Linked DNA regions of Ovis aries: region 1 is linked to region 2. A link is a contact called in public Hi-C data. All regions are on one chromosome and are shown on one strand. The core of a region is the stretch at or near the end of the contact, and the rest is flanking DNA. Distances in the headings are between cores, read along the strand shown.

Region 1 (4,709 bases), core at 2,197-4,696, 320 kb after region 2:
TTTGCTCCAGATTCTCTAGCAAGCTCTGAGTCACAGCTGGAAATTAGAGGTGGGTGGGCCAAATCCTGGCTTCCCAGGGTTTCAGTTCTTTGCAGCTGACCAATCAGATGACCTTTGACATCTGGCTTGACCTCTGTTTCTCAATCCTTTTTTTTTCTTTCTGTTAAATGAGTACGTTTAAAAGTAGTGGTAGTAGTAGAAAAAGTAGTAGAAATGGAAGAAGCAGTAAATATTATTCTCATTTTATATATTAGAAGAAAGCTGAGGCACAGAAAAGTTAAATACCTCGCCCCAGGGTACCGAGGTATTTGTGTACGTGACTGAGTCTGCAAACGCCCGGAGTCTGTGTAACTTCAAAGTGAGTAATTGGTATTGGTTGCTGGGAGCTGGGGTGAAAGGAGCTGAGGAGAAAGCTAAAGATTGGTCTGGCCCCGCCCTGGAAGAGTATTGGAATGGTGCTGAGTCACAGCCCTTCTAGGTTCCCACTCTGAAAATGTCTATAGCCTAGAGCCAGAATCCTCAAATGTTTTTGCTCCTGCATCTTTCTGAAGGAGGTTTGAACAACTGTATCTCTTCGTACATTTTTTTCTTTCTCAGTCACTCAGTTGAGCCTGACTTTTGTGACTCAACCGACTGTAGCCCGCCAGTCTCCTCTGTCCATGGGATTTTCCAGACAAGAATACTGGAGTGGGTTGCCATTTCATTTTCCAGGGCATCTTCCCACCCCAGGGAACAAACCTGAGTCTCCTGCTTGGCAGGCAGATTCTTTACTACTGAGCCACCAGGGAAGCCCTCTTTATATACATTTTAAACTTGACATCTAACATTTGTCACTGTAAGCTTAAAGAGTTATAAGAGTTGTGACTTGAGGGCTTAGTTGCAATGTGGCATGTGGAATCTTCCCCAACCAGGGATCAAACCTGTGTGGGAGGCAGAGTTCTATCCACTGCACCATCAGAGAAGTCCTGAACTCATATTTTGATCCCTCTTTCACGTAATTTTTTTTTCCTTAAAAAAAGTGTGATTATATATGCCCACATAGCAATGAAGACCAAGCAGAAAAATAAATGAAATTAATTTTTTAAATGTATTATTTATTTATTTGTTTGCACCGGGTCTCAGTTGCAGACTGTGGATCTTTTAGTTGTCAAACTTGGGCCCCTTGCATCATAGGACCACCGGGGAAGTCCCAACCTTGTCTTAATATAATTTGGTAACAAAATATTTTATTAATTCTCTGTTATACATACTTTTCTGTCAGAAAAAACACATCAATTGACATTCATTTAAAAATATTTCCAATGACAGAAGCTTCTAATTAAAAAAAAAATAGTACTGTTACTAGTAGTAGCATTTATCAAAACAACAGATATTACAAATCTTTATAATTAGTCAGCATTATTTCACTTCTTAAGAAGTGAAATGTCAGCATTATTTCACTTCTTAAGAAGTGATATTTTATTAGGAATTTGTCTCTTCGGGAGATGGAAAAAATGGGGAGGTGTTTATGGTTCCTTGGATTAAAATAATTGTGGGATTGTCCCTTTGAAGTCCCAGAGGATTTTATACCCGAGAGCAATGAATGCATCATTTAACAGGATTAGGGAAGAGGGAGAGGGAATTTTTTCCCCTGTAAAATGGCAAGAGGGCAGTTGCGAAAGAGATAGGGAAAGAAAACGAGGGTGGCAGATGCCCTCTGAGGCACGCCAACTTTATGGAAGAACATGAATGAACACAGTGGGCCTGGGAATTGAGTCCTTCAAAACTATCCGTGGTCCTATACCCTTCTTAGAGGATTACCATGCTGGAACCCCTAGCAGCCCTTCGGGTCTCTATTTTAATTGACCCCCTCATGAGCCCAGGGGAAGAAACTGGGTCATGGTAGCACTAACCAAGCAAGGCTCTTTGTTCCCTACTCCGAGGAAATGGCAGCCCACTCCAGTGTTCTCGCCTGGAGAACCCCAGGGACAGGGGAGCTTGGTGGGCTGCCGTCTGTGGGGTCGCACAGAGTCGCACAAGACCGACGCGAGTCAGCAGCCGCCGCCGCCAGGGTCTTTAAACAACATGACCTCTCCTTCGTGATCTTCCTGAGTCATTCTGGAGTCACTGGGAGTGGCTTTCTTGTGCTCACAAACCGATCTTCTGGGCTCTTTTGTGGTTTCTGCCCGTTTGCTAATCTGCTATAGCCTGGCACAGTCAGCTGCTAGCCCTTTAGCTGCCAGAGCCAAGTAAAGGGTCACGCAAAGAAGCTGAGCATCAGTCCTCTAGACCCATCGATCTCTGGCTCGCACCGTGGCCTCCCGAGGGAAGATCGGCCCCAACCCCAACCAGTGTCTTCCCGGGCAGAGAGAAGGTCTTGGCGGGGAAAGTACTTCCTGCTGACAGTTATTAACAGGAGTTTGTGAAACTAATCTTCCCATTTGGTCTCCCTTTTGGTTCCGGAGTGGTGATAAATGCCCAAAGTGGGCTGAAATACCAGGTGCTCTGAAAGAGGACCCTCATCCCAGCCTGCCTTTTATATTTCAGCATTTCCCATCCCAAGCGATGGCTCTTACCCTTGACCTTTTGTCTCCTTGGTGAACTCATACTGACCCTTCCCATCTCAGTGCAATCTCTCTGTTTTAGGATGACTTCCCTTTCCTCGGATGGCTTCAAGGTTGTTTTTTTGTTTTGTTTTTGCTATCTCTCTGCTCATTTTGGTACATTTGCTCTTACATATTACATTTCTTTCTCTCCAATTAGCCTATTTGCTCCTTAAGGACTAGGACTGGGTTTGCTAGACTTTTCTCTGTCTTGTTATCTTTTGGTGCAGAAACAGAAGCCAGTGGCTCTCCTTAAGACACTCTAAGTGTCTTTGAGTGCTCAGCTATCTGGAGAATAACCAGCTTATTCCACAAACTTCTGTAACTATAGAGAAGTTTGAAGGATGCTGAAGGTAGGGGTCAGAGGCCTCTGGGCCACAAGCTGTTGAACACAGCCGTGGTAGATACAGCATGCAGACAGAATCTCCATTCCCTGCCTACTGTGAAGCAAGGGCCTGTGGGGTTCTCCTGCTTTGGGGGATGAGATAAACAGTTAATGGAGAACCAGCCTATTATTTGAACTCATCCCCCTCCAAACAATGCTCTGCTTGATAAAGTCTCTGATCCTTTTCCAAGGGGAGGCAAGGGCAGGAGGCTGAGCGATAAGATCTTCTGGCCTGGATTTGGAAGGATCTGGACTGTTCTAGGGGAATTCACCTTATCAGGATTTTATTCAAAAAAGCCCCTGACTCAGATCTGTAGAGTCTATTTACTGCATTTGGTGTACAACAGTGCTACTCAAGATGTGATCTACCACTAGCAGCATGAAAATATCTTGGGAGTGTGAAGAGTGTAAATTTTGGGCCCCTCTCCAGACCTACTAATCAGAATTCCTGGGTGAGGCCCAGGAAGCCGCGCTTTAACAAGCTCTCCAGATGATTTTTCTGTATACTGAAATTTAGCAAGTACTTGTATTGGATACACACACACATTCCTTCTCTGGCTGTCTTTCTCTCTCTCTCTCTCTCTCTCTCTCTCTCTCTCTCTCTCTCTCACACACACACACACACACACACACACACACAGAGCTGCCTATAGCTGCTAATGCCACTTGGTCATTTCCCTGTGGTTTCCCTCATCAGGGCCCTGGGATTTGTTTTTCTCCACTGTGGACCTTGTTCATTTCCTGCTGCTTCCCAGAGGTTGGGAGAGGAAAGCGAGGGAGCCTGAAGGCAGGAGGGAGGGGGAAGGGGTTAGCTGAGGCAGTGAGCTTTCACGAATGAAAAGGAAAATGCTTGGTGACAATGTTCCTTTGTGAAGAGGTAGCTTTATGTTGATGGAGCTGCAAGTCATTAGCGATCTGGGTGCGCGCAGAGAGGCGGGAGCTGACCCGGTCATTCTCCAGGGACAGATCGCCCTCTGCTGCCAACGGATAAATAATACTCTGGCACTCTGGGGCAGCCAAGGAAAAGAGAGAGTCCCTGGGGCTGGGGTGGGAGAGAGGACGTGACTAAGGCCAAGAGGTCACAAAGTCACCACTTCAGGCAGTAGATGAATCTTGTTCCAATCTTGTTTGCAGGAAGGACGAAGAAGCCAATTCAGTGCGTGTTTCTAGGACCCATTCAACAAATAGCCGAGTTCTGCCAAGATCTCTGCCGGCTCCCATGATTCCAAGCTCTCAGCTTGACTTGGCTCAGTGGACACTCATTCCCCATTACCTCACCTTGAAAGGAAAAGAAGGGGTGTTTAAAATAGGAAGAGGGATTACAAAAGAAGTTTTTGTTTTTTTTTTCCCCCAGTGAGGGCATCTAGGGGGAGTCAGTCAAGCCTCAGATTTTTTTTGAAAAATCTCATTTTCTCAGAATCTCTCATTTCCTTTTGTCTCCACAAAAGCATTATGTCTCTCCATCTTCTCTTACGAGTGAACACTTACCCTGCAAATGTGGAATCAGCCCTTCTTTATTGCCCCATTTTATTGCTGTCGGGAATTATGGGTCATGTGGGTCACTGGTGAAGAGAGCAAAGATTTGTTCCCAGAATAAAAGCTCAGGCACAGCAGTTGCTCCTGCCAAGCACGGGCAGTGACCCGTTTCCTCCAGGTTCTTGTTTTTGCCACTTCCCAGCTGTGACTGGAGCTGGGTACCAGTAGACCGTCACCCCTGTATCCCCAAGTCTTGGAACTTCAAT
Region 2 (4,597 bases), core at 540-3,039:
TGGCACCCAGTTCATGATGGGTATTCCACCTCTGGACTGTCTGGTGGGTGCTTCCTGACCACGACTCTGTTCCTGGCTACCCTGTAGCCCCAGAAGGGGTGACTTTCCTGGTAGCTTCCAAATAAAAATATCACAATGGTCATTCAGGTTGGTAGACTTCTGTAATTACACCTACACCCTGGGCAGAGAGAAATAAAAAAGAAGTCACAAGAAAAGAGAACACAAAAGTCAGACCCAAGGCACACAGAGTGGCAAGGCAGATGGAGATAAAGGACTTGCTGCTGCTGCTAAGGATATTTCCCTCCTGTTTGAGAAAAACTGAAATGAGCTCACAGATAAATGGCATAAACAGCTACAGCAAGCTAAAGACAGAAGAAAAAAATACAACATCCTGGCTATTTTTATTATTCAGTGTTTCTGGGACAGTTTGCTTACCACTTCTCTGTGTCACTCAGCTCCGTAATTCCTTTTTTTCCCCTCAGCTCCGTAATTCTTGCTCTTCACAACATCCATCATGATGTGACTGCAAGTGGGCTACAGAGCCAGGGCCCAAAGACCTCCTAGTTTCAGCACCAGATGGTCAACAGGGATGTCAACAGTTTCCTTGGGCTTCAGAACAGCCTTCTGACCATACCCAAATCCTAAGGATCTCCTCTCCCTGAATCTCTCACCAGCTATTCCTGGCATCATCACACCTCCTCCATCCTCAGACTGCCCCAGAACCTGGTGAGAAGGTCACCACCTCTGTTCATCCCCAAGGCAGCACAGAGTGAAAGGGAAAAGCAGGCATGCAGTGGGAAGAAGCAATCGTGTAGGTTATTCTTCTCTGCTGAGAACTGTTCAGAGGCTGGTCCTGCCAGGAGTGTGCAAGGCCTCGGCTAGGGGTGGGAACTGGGCTTCCTTAAGAGAAGTCCCTCTGTCCTGGGCCACATGCAATGGCTCAGAGTCCAGAACTGGGCTTCTTCCCCTTGCCTCTGCCCTCCCCATTACTCCAACCCGAAAGCCCTCTTTAACTAGGAGGAATAGCCTTCAATTAAGAGGCAAATTCACACACCAACCACCACTTCCCTCTCTCATTTGTCTAATACTTTCGCGTCCAGATCACCTGTAATGAATTATACACTGTACAATGGCAATTACATTGCGGTTTTTACAGTGATGAAGAAACTGGGTCTCAAGAGTTCCCAAGTTGAGGTCACCTACAGGCCTACCAAAGCCCTCCTGCCTGCTGGGCTCCTACCCTCATACCTCTCCTGGTTCTTCCTGCCCCAGAGGACACCACTCCTGAAGCAGAGATCGTTTGTTATTTCCTCCTGGATTTTTAACATTTTAACACGGAAGGGATAACATATCTATCCAGAAGAACACTGTCAAATAGAATTTTGTGCAGTGTGGGAATGTTCTATATCTTTTCTGCCCAATGCAGTAGTCCCTAGCTACATGTGGCAACTGAGCACTTTAAATGTCATGAGTGTAAATGAGAAAATTATATTTAGATTTAAACAATCACATACGACTAATGGTTACCTTATTAGACAGTGCAAGTTCGGAAATCTTCAAGGCCCAAAGTCTCTGAGTGCCTGAGCTTTCCTCACACTCAGCACCCGCACCCCAAGCTCTAAGACGTCCAGAGTTTTGAGGGACCTCTCTGAATTACCCCAGCCTACACCAGGGACCGCATTGCGGGACTGGCTCCTTTTCCCCTCTTCCTTGGTCTTGCCTCGACCGCCAGGGGTCGCTGTGCCCGCCGGGCGGGCGCGGGAGGCGGAGGCGACAACCGCTCTGGGCTGGGGAAGCGAGAGCGGCCCCGGGCGAGGAGGCGGCGGCGGCGGCGGCGGCGGCGGCCGCGTACTTCCCCAGCCTGCGGGCGGGAGCATCAAAGGGACGCCGGCTGAGCTCTGCAGAGCTGGCCGGGCGGGCCCGGAACTCCCCGGTGCCCGGAGCGGGCCCCGCCTGACCGTGATGCCACTTTGACCAGAGCCCCACAGCAACTTGGTGAGGGGAACAGAGCTCCGGACTAGACAGCACCCGAGCTGGCCTCAGTCCCCCTTTCGGGTCTCCATCCTGGGCTCAGAGGTGAAGAGAACCTCAGGCCGGTAGAACCAGCTGGCACTGCCTGGGGCAGGTAGGTCCTAGACTTGGGGGCTCAGAATTGGGAGGACTGAGTCGGCGTGGGGCGGGAGAGGTGGGGAAAGGTGGATCTTGTAGTTCACAGTCTCAACCCTATGCTGGCATGCAGGGGCTTGGGGGAAACAGCTTGGGAAACTGAGGCAGGTGTGTGGAAGCCCGAGAGCAAGTCCCAGAAGCTTCTCTCTCTAGCTCTCTCTAAGGGAGGGAATAGAATGCCAGAGAACCCACCTAATACACTCCTAGGTCTTTTGGATTTTGAGGTTCATTAAGAGAGATGAAAACGTTAGATTGGAGGATGTGGCAGCTCAGAGAGAAATGGGATGTGGGGGCTGCCTTTGTAATTATCAAAACAAATATTCCCGAAGAGGGCGGGGAGAAAAGATACCAACTCAGGAAAGAGGTGCTTCTAGAATCTCCTTGCTTTTGGAGCACACCTATTCCAGGGGGGCTTGGCACCACTTCCTCCATCTGCCCCCACAGTCCCTTCTGGGCTCTCACTCTTGGGGAGCCACAACAGGAGGCTCTCCGTCCTCCTTGAGCCCCACCATCTGACCTGCCCCAGTTCCACCTCCCTTTAGAGGCTGAGAGAGGGGAGGTCTTAAACAGACCTTTGGAGCTGAAGCCTCTGGGGCTCAGAAACCTGGAGGGGGAATGGGGGTGAGCTGAGCCGGCTCCTGGGAAGTCCAGGAAGCAGGTGCGAAGCAGGATGAGGGGAGGGGGCAGCAAAGAGGATTCAGTACCTCGGGGCTGTTACTCTCAGGAGCCTCTCCCCAGCAGCGTTGGTTCGTAGACACCTCCTACCATCTCCCACTTCTCTTTTCAGGCTTACCACCCTACTCTGCAAGGCCCTCGGCGAATTCCCAAGGCAGAGGAGGTACTTTATCCCCTGTCCTGGCACCTTGGGGAACAGCCTCAGAATTAGGTTCTACTTCAGTGCCCAGTCCACCCACTAGCCCTCACCCAGGCCCTCTTCCACCCCATGGAGGGCCGCAGGCTCCCTCTGTCCCTTGCAAAGCACAAGAATCTCCCCTGCTTGTCTAGGTAGAGTCTGAAGCCAGTGGATGAACAGACAGAAGTTAAAGGGTTCCAAAAAGGTGAGTTGAAGAGGGGGAGTTGGGGGGTGGCACATGGGTAGACATAGATCAATCACTGTTTCCAGAAGGAGCAGGGGAGCAACTGAGTCTCCTGGTTTGGCCTCTGGTGTTCCCAGCACCAAGCTGGCACCTGAGGGAGCCCTTGATGCCCCAAGGGACCAGCAGTGCAGCAGAAAGGGTGGTTCAGGCCTCTTCTGCGCTTGGTGTCTCCCAGCTGCTCTGTGCCTCTGCTTCCCTGGGATTCCCTCCATTTCTATTCCATTGTCTGGGAAAGATTTGGGAGATGTGAACCAACAAGGATGAAGGAGGAGAAGGAAAGGGAAGAGAGCAAAAACAAAGTGGTCCAATGGAAACAGGGCAGGTTTCTGGGCTCAGGGCTTTTCGATCCACATGCTGCCTGGCCTTGGGCAAGTTATTTGACTTCTCTGAGCCCCCATTCCATTTCTTCCTTTTTATATTTAATTTTTGTTTAAGTTGAATTGCTAGCAGATTCCTATGGTTCAGAATCCAAAAGATTAAAGAGCAATAGGAAGAAAAAATGTCTTTTCTCCCTTTGCTTCTCAGTCAACCAGTTTCTCAGACCACTACTTTCTCTTCTTGGTGGCAAACAATGTTATTAGGGTCTTTTGGTACATTTTCCAGAGTGAGCTAGCTTACTTATATTTGAGCAACATATATAATCCCTCCCTTTTACACATTGAACACACATCACCCTGCACTTTGCTTTTTTTCCCCCCTAAATGATGGGTTATCCTTGGAGACCGTTGCATGCCTCAGTACATACAGCATTTTCTCATTCTTTAACAGCTTTCTGTATGGGACTGTATTTGCACAGATTGCCCGCAATGTATTTTGCCAGTCCTTTATTGATGGTTGTTTAGATTGTGTCCAGACTTTTCTGAGTATCAGTTTGCTCATCTATAAAATGGGTACAAATAATTCTACATTGTAGGACAGTTGTGAAGGATTCAAGAGCATGGTTGCAGAGTATGTGGGTCAGGTGCTCAACACATGGGAGTTAGCATTATTATCCCTCCCATGTCACAGCCTTCCATGGGACCATGTCCACATCATTCTTTAAGACACTTCCTAAGTGTCCTCTCCCACAGAGCTTTCCATGCTATTCCCAACAGAACGTGTCCTCTCCTACTCCCCTTTCCTACTCCGGCACTCACTGCTTTCTACAGTGAGTGTGTGCTAGGCCGAGGGCTGCCTGGGGACAAAGTGGGGGTCTTGCCCCCCTCTGTGCTCCCCAGAGCATGTGGCACGGCGGTGCTGGGACTGGGCACTGGGGGTGGGTGGGGGGGTGGCTCCTGCCTGGAGTCAAGCAGGGCATGTGCTTCTTTCTGCAGGATGCGTGAGAGGGCCACGCA

Evidence for each region. A called contact is a pair of places that touch in the nucleus more often than the background predicts.
Region 1: a contact with region 2 is called in a Hi-C map of hypothalamus, with 2.9 times the contacts expected there. The contact joins the enhancer-like site here to the promoter of TAFA3 in region 2. A contact is called at or near these places in 2 of 16 Hi-C or Micro-C datasets (hypothalamus and skin fibroblasts).

The regions. Positions count from the first base shown.
Region 1 is chr1:90,433,980-90,438,688 of ARS-UI_Ramb_v3.0, forward strand. No RefSeq gene overlaps it. Among named protein-coding and RNA genes, the nearest start is that of LRIG2, 29 kb to the right of the region's middle. Within about 2 kb of position 3,447, at least 30 of the 54 cell types and tissues checked have an H3K27ac peak or open chromatin away from gene starts, as enhancers often do. A contact at or near this core is called in hypothalamus, where this site is marked.
Region 2 is chr1:90,113,150-90,117,746 of ARS-UI_Ramb_v3.0, forward strand. It overlaps TAFA3 (TAFA chemokine like family member 3), which reads left to right and starts at 1,790. Exons shown (of 7, transcript XM_012178747.4): 1 at 1,790-2,125; 2 at 2,954-3,004; 3 at 3,172-3,224; 4 at 4,577-4,597. The coding sequence starts at 4,578.